Regions from separate parts of the Ovis aries genome. Here region 1 is linked to region 2. A link is a contact called in public Hi-C data. All regions are on one chromosome and are shown on one strand. The core of a region is the stretch at or near the end of the contact, and the rest is flanking DNA. Distances in the headings are between cores, read along the strand shown. Region 1 holds the start of LOC101104661 (growth-regulated protein homolog gamma). Region 2 holds the start of LOC101103238 (C-X-C motif chemokine 6).

Region 1 (2,700 bases), core at 172-2,671, 180 kb after region 2:
TAGCAAATATTTATATAGCACTTAATATGTGCTACCCTTTGGATACTACTGAGCACACACTCTTCTAGAAATGTTAACACATTTCATATTCATAACAATTCTGTGAGGTAGACACTATCATTAGCTCGCTTTAACAGAGGAAGAGCAAGAACAGGGACAGATTAAATAAACTGCCCATGATCCCATGGTGGCAGGTAAATGTACAGTTGAGATTTCAGCCTTGACAGCCTGATTGACAAAATCCCTCTGTTCCTGAGGCAGACCCTCTTCCTCCACTCCCCAATCCTTCTCACAGCATCCACAGAACATCACACACATCCCCAAAGTCCTTACCTACTCTGGAGGGTCAACTTAGACCAACTACAGTTTAATCTAAAAAGGGATATTGAAACTGATGCTGCAAGTGAGAAGGCCTCAGTTACATAGAATTTGAAATGTAAGTACATTGATAGTTGATTCCCAGGAGGAATTAGTTCAAAGAAATAGGCAAATTCAAATAACATGGAGTGAAATGTATTAGTAATCTAGTATTTGTGTCCAAAGCCATATCTGCTGTTTAAAGTCAGGAATCTTAGGCACTCACTTTCTGATCTTAAGATCTTTTCTGCCCACAGACAGGCCTAGGAAAGGTGAAGGGACCTCCTGAGCCCAACTTGGCCCTTTATAATACCTTATATCTGCGGTGAGTGAAAACACAGCCTTCTGTGTAACAAAAAGTGGTGCTCTTGGAATCACTAAGTTCCAGAATTTCGAAGAGAGGACAGATAACAGATTACAACACAGTATCCTAAAATAAACAGGGAATCAACCCATTTAATAGTCAGGTCCCTGGCCCTCGCCCCCAGTTCATATCTCAAACAAAACAAAACAAAACAATGGCACTAGTGTGATTTATTTTTGATCCTAGAACATCAGGTATTAGACAAAGGTTCTTACATATAAACTGAGATGATATGTTATTTTAAAAAGTGCATTTATGTCAGGGATTCATAAAGTCTACAAAATGCAAATTAAAGAAAAAGGAAAGATAGACAAAACAAACAAACAAAGGCTGCCATTCTAGCCTCAACTCGTTCAATCTCCAAAATGGAAGTGTCTTTGAAAGAAATTAACTCCCCCCTAAACTGTGGTGCAGTCCCTATACTAGTCTGACAACGTCCGCTGACAACCAGGGGTGTCCGGGCGCCCACGGCACCCCTCTCGACCTTAGGTAGCCCCAGCCTGGCGGCCACTCATTCCCCACGTGGGGATTTGGGCACAAAGAGGACACCCCGCGTGCGTGGACTCCCCGGGAGGCAGGCGGGGCCAAGCCTTCCTTCCGGACCCGGGAATGACCCGCGCGTCCGGGAATTTCCCGGGCCCGGGGCTGCCAACTCCCGCCCCAACCATGGATAAAAGGGGTTCGCTAGGCTCCGAGAGCCACAGAGCCCGCTCAGCCAGCGCTCCCGCCAGCCTTCCCGCCGCAGACACAGACCCTCCGAGCTGAGACCCATGGCCCGAGCCGCGACCGCCGCTCCCCGCCTCCTCCGCGCCGCGATGCTGCTCCTGCTCCTGGTGGCCGCCGGCCGGCGCGCAGCAGGTGAGAACCGGAGCCCGGGATCCACTGGGCGGGACGGGGACGGGCGGGTACCCATGGGGGCAGCCCCTAACCCACTCTGTCCTTCCCGCAGGGGCGCCCGTGGTCAATGAACTGCGCTGCCATTGCCTGCAGACTTTGCAGGGGATTCACCTCAAGAACATCCAGAGCGTCAAGGTGACGCCCCCGGGCCCCCACTGCGGCCAAACCGAAGTCATGTAAGTAGAGCCATTGTTGTTGTTCTTATCACCCCGGCAGTCCGGATGCCCCAACCTAGACTTACAGCCCGACCTCCTGCCTCACGTGGATTCTCCCTTCTCTCTGCAGAGCCACTCTTAAGAATGGTCAGGAAGCTTGTCTCAACCCTGAAGCTCCCATGGTTAAGAAAATCATCAATAAGATGCTAAACAAGTAAGTCATGGATTTTATTCCTACTTGCAACTAGAGCCATTGCCCTCAAATACTGGCATCTACTTCCTGAAAATAGTATTTGATAAACCCACAGTTTAGTTGTAGGACTAAAAACCATTATTTCCCATTAAATTTGATCTGCTCTAGTGTCCGAAGGCTGTTTCCAGCTCCCTCTGTCCTGACCCTCCTCTCCATCCCCATTCAAATGAACCTGTATGTTCCTAAAAGATTAAGTAGGGCTCTCCTGGTGGCTCAGAAGGTAAAGAATTCACTTGCAATGCAGGCGACCCAGGTTCAACCCTTGGGTCAGGAAGATCCCCTGGAGAAGGGAATGGCTACCCACTCCAATCTTCTTGACTAGAGAATTCCATGGACAGAGGAGCCTGGTAGCCTACAGTCCATAGAGTCACAAAGAATCAGACACAACTGAGCGATTTTAAAAGACTAAGTAAATTTAACCAGAAATGGTAAAATGCTTCCAACCCATTAAAGAACAGATGTTGTTTACCTCCATTCCTCAATGGTTTCTACCTGAAAAATGGAGACCCGGGTTTCCGGCAACCAGGACCTCAGAAACTTACCAGTGAAGAGCAGGACTTTGCAGTGAAAGCTCCCTGAGTTCTAGGATGCCTGTGAAAGTTTTAAAATCTTTTTTAGCAGAAACCTTTTCTGAGTGCAAAGCTGGGCCAGGGTCTCCATGCAGAAGTCCCTCC
Region 2 (2,708 bases), core at 21-2,520:
GCTGGATGGTTCCAGAAGCCTGTGTGTGTGAGTCATCCTCCCATCTCATGAAGTTAGCTGAGTGAAGTGAGTGGGTGCCATCTCACTGCCAAACTGATTCAGATCCCTAGAACCAAACTTCCAGATGAGCCCCTTAAACTCATCAGACTCCAGGGCTTCTCCAAACTGGGTCAATTACACATCTGGTTAGGTCTGGAGCCATACCAAGAGGATGGTCTCTGGGGCACTGCTGTAATCTGCACTCATCCCACCCCCAACCAAGACCACAGAGTCTTCCAATTCCACAGTGTACTGAACTGCTGAAAGCAAGGCATTTTTTCCCAGGGCAATTTGGTGGGTGATTTTTTGGATGATTTTTGTTAAACCACCTTGACATGCATGTTTGCAAAACTATGTATAAAATTCCCAGAAAGTGGACTTGCTTTTGCAGCCTATTCCTTCCACTGACTTCAAGTAGGAGTACAGATACTTTCATCATCTTATCTTGGCTTCTAACTGCTGGCTGAAGTCCAGAGAATTACAAACTAATCTGAGGAAGCTAGAATGGTTTGCCGGCAAGCAGGAGTGAAAGGTTTTTCAGTTTGGTGTAGTTTGAGACACAGCTTACATTAACTGAATAGTAATAATTATTACAGTTATAATAATAATTAGAAAAGGGTTCAGAAAATTTTCTAAAATCTAACCTGTCAGCTAAACTTCCCTGCAGGTTCAGTGGTTAAGACTCCATGCTGCCAAAGCAGGCTTGCGGTTGGATCCCTGATGCGGAACAAAGATACCGCATGTCCGCCCCACCACCCCCGCCCCCTCGCCCTGGGCAGAGCCAAATTAATTTTAAAAAAGAAAAAAGAAAGAAAAACAAAACAAAAACAACCCCTCTCCCCCTAAAGAACACTTCCAGTGGCTTACTTTGTGCCTTTCTGTTTAGATGAAGATGAGGGGCATCTCTGAAAAGACACCTGTCATCCTGGAGAAACTGGCTTTCGCTAGCCCGGGCTGGCCCGGGTGGACAAAATCTCCGCAGGATTGCTTCTTACTTCCAGCGAAAGCAGCATCCACTCCAGCCACCGCTGGGCGACCTAACAGATCCACCGCGGGCTGCTCCTCCCAACCACCCTCCTCAAACCCCGCTCCTCCAGCCCCCACTCCACCCGGCCCCCTCTCCCCGCCCCCCTTAGTTCAGGGAATTTCCCAAGCATCCTAAAGGTTGAGTTTCCTGCCTGGAGGAAGGGGCCAGGGCATATAAAAGGTATGCTGAAGACCCGAGGCAGTCACAAGCGCTCTGGAGCTTCGAATCCCGCGCCTTCTCCCTCCTTCGGAACCCTCCGCAGTCCTCTCTTCGCCACTATGAGACTGCTATCCAGCCGCGCCGCCCGCCTCTCCGGCCCCTCGGGCTCCCTGTGCGCGCTGCTCGCGCTGCTGCTGCTGACGCCGCCCGTGCCCCTCGCCAGCGGTGAGAGCGCGAGACCAGCCGAGCGCACCCGGCGGGTGGAGCGGAGCGGCGTCCCGGGCGTGGGGAAGTGTCCCAGGCGGGCGGACCGGGAAAGAGCTCTCCCAGCAACCTGCCCTATAACGGTGTCTCTCCTACCCCAGCTGGTCCTGTCGCGGCCGTTGTGAGAGAGCTGCGTTGTGTGTGTTTAACCACCACCCCGGGAATTCATCCCAAAATGGTCAGTGATCTGCAGGTGACCGCCGCGGGACCGCAGTGCTCCAAGGTGGAAGTGGTGTAAGTCCTAGTGCGCGGCGCTGTCCACCGTGACCTTTGCAAGAAGGAAGGTTTTCCCCCACCCCACCATCCCGCCTTAGTCTTCAGCCCCCACGTTCATGGGGGCATCTTCGTTTTCTCTCTGCAGAGCCACCTTGAAGAATGGAAGGGAAGTCTGTCTGGACCCAGAAGCTCCTTTGATCAAGAAGATCGTCCAGAAAATATTGGACAGGTATCTGTCACTTTGCTCTTTCTGGTTTCTTAATCTATCTTGGAGTGTGGATTTGTCAAAGTCCTTACCCTATGTCTGAGATTTGGCGACCACATTCCAGACCATGTTTAAAATAAAAAGGATGTTCCGGAGAAGGGAAAGTTATTCTCCAAAGTCCTGGGAAAACTCTTATCATGAATCTCAACATGAATTGCCTAAGAGGTTACACAGAACTCACTACTGAGATGTATTTTGTTTGTTAAGGACTCTACCGTCTGCTTTTTATTGATCCTAAACCCTGGTTTGAAAACAAGTTGGGGTAGACAGATGTGTGGAAATTTGGTTAAATTGATATAATTCTTTTTTCAACAGTGGAAAGAACAATTAAAAGAAAGGACCGTGCATTGGAAGAATTGCCCAGTTCTTCAGCAGAATTTTCTGGGGACCTCTGGACCCACTGAAGACAAGAAGCAAGAGCTCATTTTCTCCAATGAGTTAGGTTTCTGTATGAATTCCCCACTATGAAAGAGACAAAGGAAGAGGGAATCTATGCTTGTTCTTGCAGCTTTCTGCTCAGTTTATGTCCTGTTTAGCATAGTATTTTCTGCTCCTTATTTGCTGTTATTTTAACTGCTATGCTATTGAATTCTTTAAGAGTTGACTAAATTGTGAATCAAGGAATCACTGATTGTTAATCCTTTCAAGGTGACTACTGTTGTTTCTAGAATGTAGTTCTTATACTGCCATGGGAAAAGCTGTGTGAGAGTGAATGGAATTTGACTGGAATGCTGTATA

The links. A called contact is a pair of places that touch in the nucleus more often than the background predicts.
Region 1: a contact with region 2 is called in a Hi-C map of tail adipose tissue, with 4 times the contacts expected there. The contact joins the promoter of LOC101104661 here to the promoter of LOC101103238 in region 2. A contact is called at or near these places in 3 of 16 Hi-C or Micro-C datasets (omental adipose tissue, skin fibroblasts and tail adipose tissue).

What each region holds. Positions count from the first base shown.
Region 1 is chr6:89,811,295-89,813,994 of ARS-UI_Ramb_v3.0, forward strand. It overlaps LOC101104661 (growth-regulated protein homolog gamma), which reads left to right and starts at 1,422. Exons shown (of 4, transcript XM_012180145.4): 1 at 1,422-1,579; 2 at 1,671-1,794; 3 at 1,904-1,987. The coding sequence starts at 1,492. It overlaps LOC105615523 (a long non-coding RNA gene), which reads right to left. Exons shown (of 7, transcript XR_009601075.1): 1 at 2,569-2,700.
Region 2 is chr6:89,633,058-89,635,765 of ARS-UI_Ramb_v3.0, forward strand. It overlaps LOC101103238 (C-X-C motif chemokine 6), which reads left to right and starts at 1,271. Exons shown (of 4, transcript XM_027971406.3): 1 at 1,271-1,450; 2 at 1,591-1,723; 3 at 1,851-1,934; 4 at 2,286-2,708. The coding sequence starts at 1,345. The coding sequence ends at 2,301. LOC121819875 (a long non-coding RNA gene) reads right to left here and starts at 1,134. Exons shown (of 5, transcript XR_009601064.1): 1 at 907-1,134.